Regions from separate parts of the Anser cygnoides genome. Here regions 1 and 2 are each linked to region 3. Evidence: chromatin contacts called from public Hi-C data. All regions are on one chromosome and are shown on one strand. The core of a region is the stretch at or near the end of the contact, and the rest is flanking DNA. Distances in the headings are between cores, read along the strand shown. Region 1 holds the start of IRAG1 (inositol 1,4,5-triphosphate receptor associated 1). Region 2 holds the start of AMPD3 (adenosine monophosphate deaminase 3). Region 3 has its middle 13 kb from the start of USP47.

The links. Hi-C and Micro-C count contacts between places; a contact is called where the count stands out from the background.
Region 1: a contact with region 3 is called in a Hi-C map of liver, with 2.2 times the contacts expected there. The contact joins the promoter of IRAG1 here to the enhancer-like site in region 3. A contact is called at or near these places in 2 of 7 Hi-C or Micro-C datasets (granulosa cells and liver).
Region 2: a contact with region 3 is called in a Hi-C map of liver, with 2.4 times the contacts expected there. The contact joins the promoter of AMPD3 here to the enhancer-like site in region 3. A contact is called at or near these places in 2 of 7 Hi-C or Micro-C datasets (granulosa cells and liver).

What each region holds. Positions count from the first base shown.
Region 1 is chr5:2,430,084-2,432,783 of Taihu_goose_T2T_genome, reverse strand. IRAG1 (inositol 1,4,5-triphosphate receptor associated 1) reads right to left here and starts at 1,272. Exons shown (of 25, transcript XM_066997317.1): 1 at 1,143-1,272. It overlaps CTR9 (CTR9 homolog, Paf1/RNA polymerase II complex component), which reads left to right and starts at 1,275. Exons shown (of 25, transcript XM_013189015.3): 1 at 1,275-1,451. The coding sequence starts at 1,407.
Region 2 is chr5:2,607,299-2,609,998 of Taihu_goose_T2T_genome, reverse strand. AMPD3 (adenosine monophosphate deaminase 3) reads left to right here and starts at 1,287. Exons shown (of 16, transcript XM_048070162.2): 1 at 1,287-1,367; 2 at 2,236-2,635. The coding sequence starts at 1,314. SBF2 (SET binding factor 2) reads right to left here and starts at 1,367. Exons shown (of 41, transcript XM_048070143.2): 1 at 1,290-1,367.
Region 3 is chr5:1,821,571-1,824,270 of Taihu_goose_T2T_genome, reverse strand. No RefSeq gene overlaps it. Among named protein-coding and RNA genes, the nearest start is that of USP47, 13 kb to the right of the region's middle. Within about 2 kb of position 1,445, at least 2 of the 3 cell types and tissues checked have open chromatin away from gene starts, as enhancers often do. A contact at or near this core is called in liver, where this site is marked.

The sequences.
Region 1 (2,700 bases), core at 23-2,522, 610 kb before region 3:
ATATTTATGGTATATATGGAGCTCAAGGAGACATGGTAGTTACACTTTATTGGACCTGGCAATTCAGTTCAGAATAATTAGTGCTCAAATAAACGTTCAAATTCAAAATGTTAAGTAATTAAAAATATTAATTCTGCTGCAGAAAGCAACTGATACTACAAGTTATTTAATACTATACTACATACTATTATAGTAATTTTAAAGTAATTTTAAAATAAAACTTAACAATTTTAATGTTTTACAGTTATGACATTCTGTTCAGTCAAAATTCTGTATTATGTGGATGGTTACCTACAGGCCAAAGTCAAGTTTGCTTTAGGGTTTAATAGGCTGTGTAAGTAATATGTCACTTTTTCTAATCTCAGTAGAAATGCAATAGGAGCTTTTAGTCTTACTAGTCTTTTTTTCCTTGGTACAGCTTCAGAAATACTTAAGATTTGTTCAATGTTGCTATACATCCCATGTTTTATGTAAACTCATCAATACATGTGCTGTGCTAACTGGAAAAGTTTAGGAACCCAATTCTGTAATTTCTTCTTTACTCATGCACCTCCACACAGCTGAATGGGCCTGCCACACAAAACAAGCTCAAGGATCAGTAGCCAGGTTCAAAAATGTTTTAGGTTCAGTATCTGTAATTAAAAACACTTAGATAATTTGAAAATTAATACTTGGCTAAGTTGTACCTAGAAAATTGCAAATATGTATTAACGATGCTACGCTACCTGAGCTAGTCAGATAACACGTATCTGGATTTATAAAGTGATTGTTTTTCCACCAAGATAGGAAAAATCCACACTTTTTAATACGTTCAGTTGGAAGTCTTTAGCGTTTTAAAAAAGTCACGGGACGTTCCCTGAGGGAATCATGATCTCACAAGCAGAGAGCAACCAGGCGCCACCTGTTGAATTTATCAGTGTGTGTGAATAAATACACAGTGTGACCCTGTGTGTATACTTGTGTAGGTCAGCACGACACACACATACACCTGCCCGCAAGCCCCCATTGCGCCCCAACGGCGTCCTGAAGGAGCCGCTCCCACGTAAGGGGTCGGTGCCTGTCGGAGAGCGGCGGGAGGCGCCGCGAGCACGGGTCCCGGGTCCCAGCCGCTCGCTGAGGGGCGCCCGCGAGGCCGCCGTTACCTCAGCAACGCGGCCGCGCGCGCACCAGCACTCCGGAGCCTTCCCGCCTCCCGTCGCGCGGGTGCGAGGCGGCCCTCGCGGCCGGTTCTTCGCGGCGATTGGCTCGCTGCGTCTCGGGGGCGGAGCCGGGCCGCCTCTCCCCGCCCCTCTGCCCGAGCACGTCCGGGTCAGTCGGCGGCAGTGAGGGAAGTGCGCGCGCCGCGGCCGTTACGCGCTCGCGGCCGGCTGCTGGGTGGCGGCGGCGGCGGCCTCGTCACTGGCATCATGTCGCGGGGCTCTATCGAGATCCCCCTGCGGGACACCGATGAGGCGAGTCGGGGTGGTGTGGCCTGGGGATGGGACGGGGAGGAGCTGCGGCGTGCAGGTGGTTGTCGCCTGTCCGCGGGGCCGGGGGCTGTCCGCGGGGCTCCTCCGTGAGGGAGGGCGGCCCCGGCCCCGCAAAGCCGGTGTGCCGAGCAGCTGGGCGCGGAGGAGCCGAGTCCCCGCTGGGAGCGCTACCTGCCGCTCAGCTCGTGCCTTGCCTGCCTCGGGTCTTCTCCTGGACAGACACCGGTGATCCAGACTGCACCGATTTTTCTGTTGAGGGAGTTTTCACAAAGACACAAGTGGGGCGCTTGGTCCCCTCTGCGATGTTATTTCGGGGTGGATTCACGGATTTCTTTAACTGTGCTTAAGGTAATCTGGCACAAGCCGAGGTTAGGCAGATTTGATAGAAGTAGTTGGAAATTCACAGGGTGGTGGAAAGTTTGAGGTTGAAGCACCTCGCAGCAGACATCAACTCAATAGTTTACCTGAATAAGGTGTTGAAACATGTTGTTTATGGATTGAAAAACTCTTTTTGTGAACATATACATTAACTCCTTGTCCTTTCTTTAACAAGTTTCCAGACAATTGCTAATGTGTCCTTAAGTCTCACAAAGGTATTTCTGTGGTGTATTCTCTGCAGGTTATATGGGGGATGGGGGAGGAACACTGTTCTGTGACAGAAATAGGTGTCAACATGAATAATTGATCTTGGTAGTGTTCTTCAACTTATGCTTAGAGCCACTTGAGTCCTAAGTTTTGGATTAATCACTAATGGCTGCTATGAAATATAACTTACCTACACAGTAAATAAATATGGAAGTAAAAAAATTGTGATAATACCTATTTTTCATTAATAACGATCTTAGTTTGCTGTTGGTATTGCCCGAGTTAAAAAACATTCAAACTAAAAATAACAGTAGTTGTAGAAAAAAAAATGTGTTGGCACTCTGATTTTGGGTAATCAAAACAGTAAGTCCTGATAAACTGGATGGCTCTAACCCCATTGTAGGAGTAATAGAACCTGCACTGGTATCATGGGACGAACCTGGGTGCAACAATTGCACTGTTCCCTTACTCTAAAACTAAATAGTAACATAGATGGCTAATATCAAAGGTGATAGTGTGATTGAGTAGCAGGTGAACTAACAGGCAGTCAAATTGCGTTCCTGAGCATCCTTCCTTGAGAATATTTGTTCCTTTTTCCTCGTTTTCCCTATCAGAAGAGTAGATCAACTTGGCAAAATAGTACTTG
Region 2 (2,700 bases), core at 38-2,537, 790 kb before region 3:
ACTTCATCTTCTGTAGTAAGATTAAAAACATAAAAAGAAATTTATTTTTACACAGTGCAAAACTTACCTGGAAGAACTGCAGCTACCTGAAAGAAGTGAACCAAAACCCTGGCGGTTTCAGAAAAGTATTGACATTTTATATTAGGAATTAGAACATTTAAAATAACTCTGGAGACTTGCACTACTTTTAATATGCTAAATACAAGCATAAATTGGACAGGCAGATAGACTCCTCTATAGGTCAGATGGTGCGTGTTTAACAAGGTGTTAACTGACATCACTGGGGTGTTCTGAGTCTAGATACAAAGTATAATGCCTTTATGCATAGCAGGTGCTCATGGAAGTGTACACAGCACCTACCTTTGAAAATATGCTATTTCATAGTTGCCAGCTGAGTGTAAATTCCGTTTTCCAAAGGTACATGTGAATTGTTCATTATAAGAGCAGAGACAGGACATGAAAGTAGCTGGAACCACTAGCAAATGTATGTTCTGAACACAGTTTATAAAATAACTAGCCATAGTAATTGCTTCTGCAAAAAGTCAGAGGTTCTGAAGCATTTTCTTGTCAATTTATTATCATGCTTACAACCCATGCTAACTTCTACTTTAAAAAAAAAAAAAAAGAAAACTAATTGAAATAGTTCAATGGTCTTCTAGAACAAGTGTCCTCGGTCCTTATGGATTTGTACCTCAATGCTTACAGAAGCTTTTTCTTTGCTAAGGCATTTTAAAGTTTTCCCTTCTATGTGAATTCTCTGGTCTTCATAAAATGTGAACTCACGCTACCACATTCTCTTAACTTGGGGTGTACAGAGCTGTCTGTTTCCATGAAAAAAAAAATTGTAGAAACTCAGTTATCTTTGAGACTGCTGTTCTTTCACTGTGGTTGGTAGAAAGCCAGCAACAGCACATGAGGGAACTATCACAAGGCCTTGCGTAGCTTAGAACAGAGATGAAATCAAGCGTGGAGGCAAGTCATTTGCCAAGCTGAGAAGAGGAATCCAAGAAGCCATGGGATATCTAAGCCCAGCAGGCAGGGAGGGCACAATTATGATTAGAGACTCAGTAAGGAGCCCATACTGCCAGGAAAACGCTGGGATGGGAAGCAGCTAAGTTCGGGCAAGTTCAGGCAGGTGGTTGGGAGAAGGACTAGGGAAATAGGAGAAAGGAATCCGGACAAATGCACCAGCAGTCAACGGGTGTACTGAATGGCCAACAACAACAGGTGTCCTTTACTCATGTATCATGTGGGCAGGACAACCATGAGTCAGAATTACAGACACTTACAGTATGTAGTTTCCTGGGCAGCAAATGGCTCATCTGGGTGTAGCCTGGCAGCAGCTCATGAAGACATTCAAAGTTACTGTGGGAGAAACATTCATATGCAGCATAAGCCTTTTTTCAAGCTAAGAGAAGAAATTGTCTATTTTTTTCCACCATCATTATTTTAAAACCAATCTTATGATTTTGGATGTCTGCCTTGTTTTCAAATGTCTGGCATCAATAGTTCCATGACTCACACAATACCTGTAGACATAACTCTTCACTTTTTTATTTTTTTAAACTTTTTTCTTTTGTTTTGCACAAGTCCCACAATAGATAAATATGATTGTGTTGATACTAGGTTGATACTAGCATAAGACTCAAAACAGCTGGTCTTCTTTGCAACTCGTATTTTGTAGAGTCACCGAATTTCTTTTTACTTCCCTTTCTTTCACACCAGCTGTGTGAGGCAAAACAATTTCTGAAGACCCTGAAGTTTATGAATGGAGAATTTCTTCATTGACCAAGTTGGAACACAGAACTACCTGATGCCTGACATGCTTTGGGAGAGTTACCTTTACCCTGTTTGTCATCTTACACTAAGGACCTTTTCTCCAATTGCTTCATTCCCAGTGCTTCCCTCCACTGGAAAGATACTTTTGTATTTAAATGCCTTAGGATTCGACTCCATATGTTGTAACCTGAACTCATCTTAAACATTTCTAAACTGTTCAGCTCCAGGGCCTAGAATCTCTCACAATGGCGACAAATTATTTAACATGCTACAGTCTTCATTCTTGCTGAGTCATGCTTGTTTGGACCTTCAGTTATTTGTCTTGGGCTCTTTACTAAGTAGATTTATTTTCCAGTTGCTTTTTATGTTATACTGGCACCCAAACCGTGTCTCTACAGAGGGACGAGCATCGTTGAAAATACTCCTGATAGGGATGCACTGGCAGCAAACTTAACTCATCAAGCGGCATCTTTGTACCGGCCTCGCGACGTTCTGCTGCCGAAGCGGAGCTTTGTGTGTGAAAGTGCTTTTGAAGGAAGTGGTTTGAGGGAAGTGCTCGGGAAACCGGCCCTCACGGGGCGCCCGGCGCCGGCCGGCCCGCGGCGGAGGCGAGGCGAGGCGGGCCGGGCTGAGGCGGCCCGCCCCGGGGAGCTCCCTCCCCCGGCCGCGCGGAGCCATGTGACAACGCGACGGCTGTCCCGAAGCCTCCGAAGGGAAGCGGCCAGCCGCGACGCGGGACAGCGGCTCCCTCTGAGGCGGCGGCCCGGGGCAGGCCCCACCCTGGCCCCTCCCGTGACCGCAGGTGCAGTCCGAAGCCGCGGCCGCCTTCCCGCCTGGCGAGCGGCTCCTCACAGAGGTATGAACGCGGCGCGCACCCCCGCCCCGGGCGACCGTTAACGGCTCCCCAGGGTGCGCGGCAGC
Region 3 (2,700 bases), core at 196-2,695:
ACAGAAGACGTGTCTGCATGGACAAGTAGATGTTTTATAAAGTGTAAGATTTCTGTTCCACTACACAAACTCACGACTGAGCAGCCAATTAACTTTTTACTGAGAATTCTGTCTTTAGAAACGGTCAGGATCTGCAGAATCCCTTCAAAGGAAGGGTAATTGCTGTCATTTCGCTCCCACACTGACACCCCACCTCCTCTCCATTCCCTTTGCAACCTTTGGTTCACCGTCAGCCCTGAGAAAACAGCCTCATAGAAGCACCACACAGCTGTTACAACCTGGGCTACTTAACTCTGCTTTATATGGAAGAGACCATCTAAATGCTCCTGATTTAAGAGATCTCATCCTTCTGACTGTTTGCTTCAAAGTGCTACCAAATTATTGCAAAGTCTCCATAAAAAAAAAATGGATAAATAAGCTGACCTTTCCATAAGGTTGGAGCACCAAGCTTCTGAGGAGTACTGTACTTAAAGAAAAAGCTAGAGGAGTAAATAATTCATGCTATTAATCCTATTACAGGAATACCTAAATATCCAAATTCCACTTCATTTTGTGCTAACTGAACAAAGAGATCTACTCTTAAAATGTCACTATATAAGAAACAAAATATTATCTCTATAAAAATTCTCTCAAAAGTAGATCAAAATGCCAAACAGATAATCTGGCACAATGGAAGTGAGTAGAAGTGTAGAAAAGTAAGAATAACAGCACCTTTTTTGTACTTTGATAGTAACTACCCCAAATTTAAAAATCTATTCTCATGCCTTGTCTATTTCCCATGTTATCTTCACCTTACTTGTTTAACAATGCTTCTGCCATCAGTATTTCACCAAATCTGTTTAAGTGCAATTTGTTAAAAAGCCTCACTTAAACTCTTGTCCGTGAAGGATGTTAGCCCCTTTCAGTATGGCCTTCCATTTCAGCTACTCTTACCCTATTTTAAATAGTAAAAGGCTTATCACACATCTGTTCAGAGAAAAAAAAAAAAGTTTACTGTAGATAGCAAGCTTGTAATAGTAGATCATTACAGAAGTTTGTACTTTGACCTTGGTGACTATGCTAGCCTAGGTATTCTACAGACATCACGCACAAATCAGTGATAGCTTACAGAACAGGTTACTTGCACTAATACCATGAATGGAATAGGCACAAAAAAACTGATCGACGTCACAAAAACAGAGCTGTGAAACTGCATTCTTCTATTGCTCCTTTATCTGAAACTCTTTGTTGCCTTCCCATCTGTTCTTAACCTGTAAGTGCATGATTTCCTTTCTACCAGCAACACTGAATTTGACATACCTATATAAATAGTAATCTGAAGTTATTGTATTTTACAAATTGAACAAAGTGTGTTTTTATACCTTATCCTTTCTTGATTATTTAGCACGCTCAAAACTGGTAGCAAGTCAGAAACTAGGAAGTACAAGTGCCTTATCTGAAAAACAAGATCTTCAGACGATGAGAAGTAAAGAACCTTTAGTATTTCACTAAGACCTAGAGAAGACAGAATGCAAAGTTAACAGAAGAGCAGCTTCTCACTGTTCTGTTGGAGCTATGCCTTAAGTATGTAAGATTACATCTTAAGATTAAAAAAAATAGGGGTGGTACAGATTGCTAGATGAAGAAAAATTGTGTTCTCTGCAGTAAAATACTGAATTTCAAATTTGTAGACAACTTCGTAGAAAAACACCCCTCTGTAGAAAACATACAAGTAATAGTAAATAAGAGCTTTACTTAAATAGCTTAAATGTTTAAATCAAAAGCTAATTCTTTTAATGAAAAAAATCTATTTGTCACAAAAACATAAGATAAAGAAGGCAAGTATAACACTTTCATAATACCTTTGTTATTTTTGAACTAGTGTTAAATTGTTTTTCTAAAATAGCAAGAAAACATGGAATTACCTTTTCATACTTTAAACTCTTTTAATGTTGGTTGACCTAAATCCGACTAAGCTTAATTCAGCTCAACTTTGTTTCTCTTATTCTCCCTTTCTCAAGAATAAAGTCAAAACTCTTCTAGCTACACAGAAATGAAGACTTGACAGGTAGACCTTGAAAATAAAAAAATACAATAAAAAAGGGTTTAAGTTTAACCTAGATTAAGTTATTAAAGGACTTCAACATACCCAAGACATACACATGACATAAAATCAAGGACAATTCCTACAGTATCATAGAAGATCAGCATAAAAGTTTTTAGTGTTGACAAAATCTTTCCCTACTGACTTGACCTTCCTTTCCAATTGCAGAACTTAACATTAGTGTAAACTAAAATGTAGCCACTGAACTTCAGTTATTCAACTAAGAATCTAATTAAACCATTCCCATATCAGAAGTTATGAAAAGGTATATTCTTAATAACACCTCTTAACTGGCTGATGATGCAGACAGAATATAGCACAGAGATGTGCATACGTTATTGTGCAGAAGGCTTGTGGATAATAGAGACCTCAGTAAGGTAATCGAGCATCCTTTATCTGTTAGAACTGTACTAATTTCAATATAACAGCGTATTTCTTTCCAACCCACTCACTACATTCTAGTATACTTAAATAACAAGTTAGTCTTAACCTCCAGTAAATGCATGTAAATACATTCCTTTTCGTTTGCTCAGCAGTGAAACAACAAGGATGTTTTTGTCTTATTAATTTCCTGGTATGTTTTTTCCTCCTGATTTCTGGCACTGGATTCATGCATG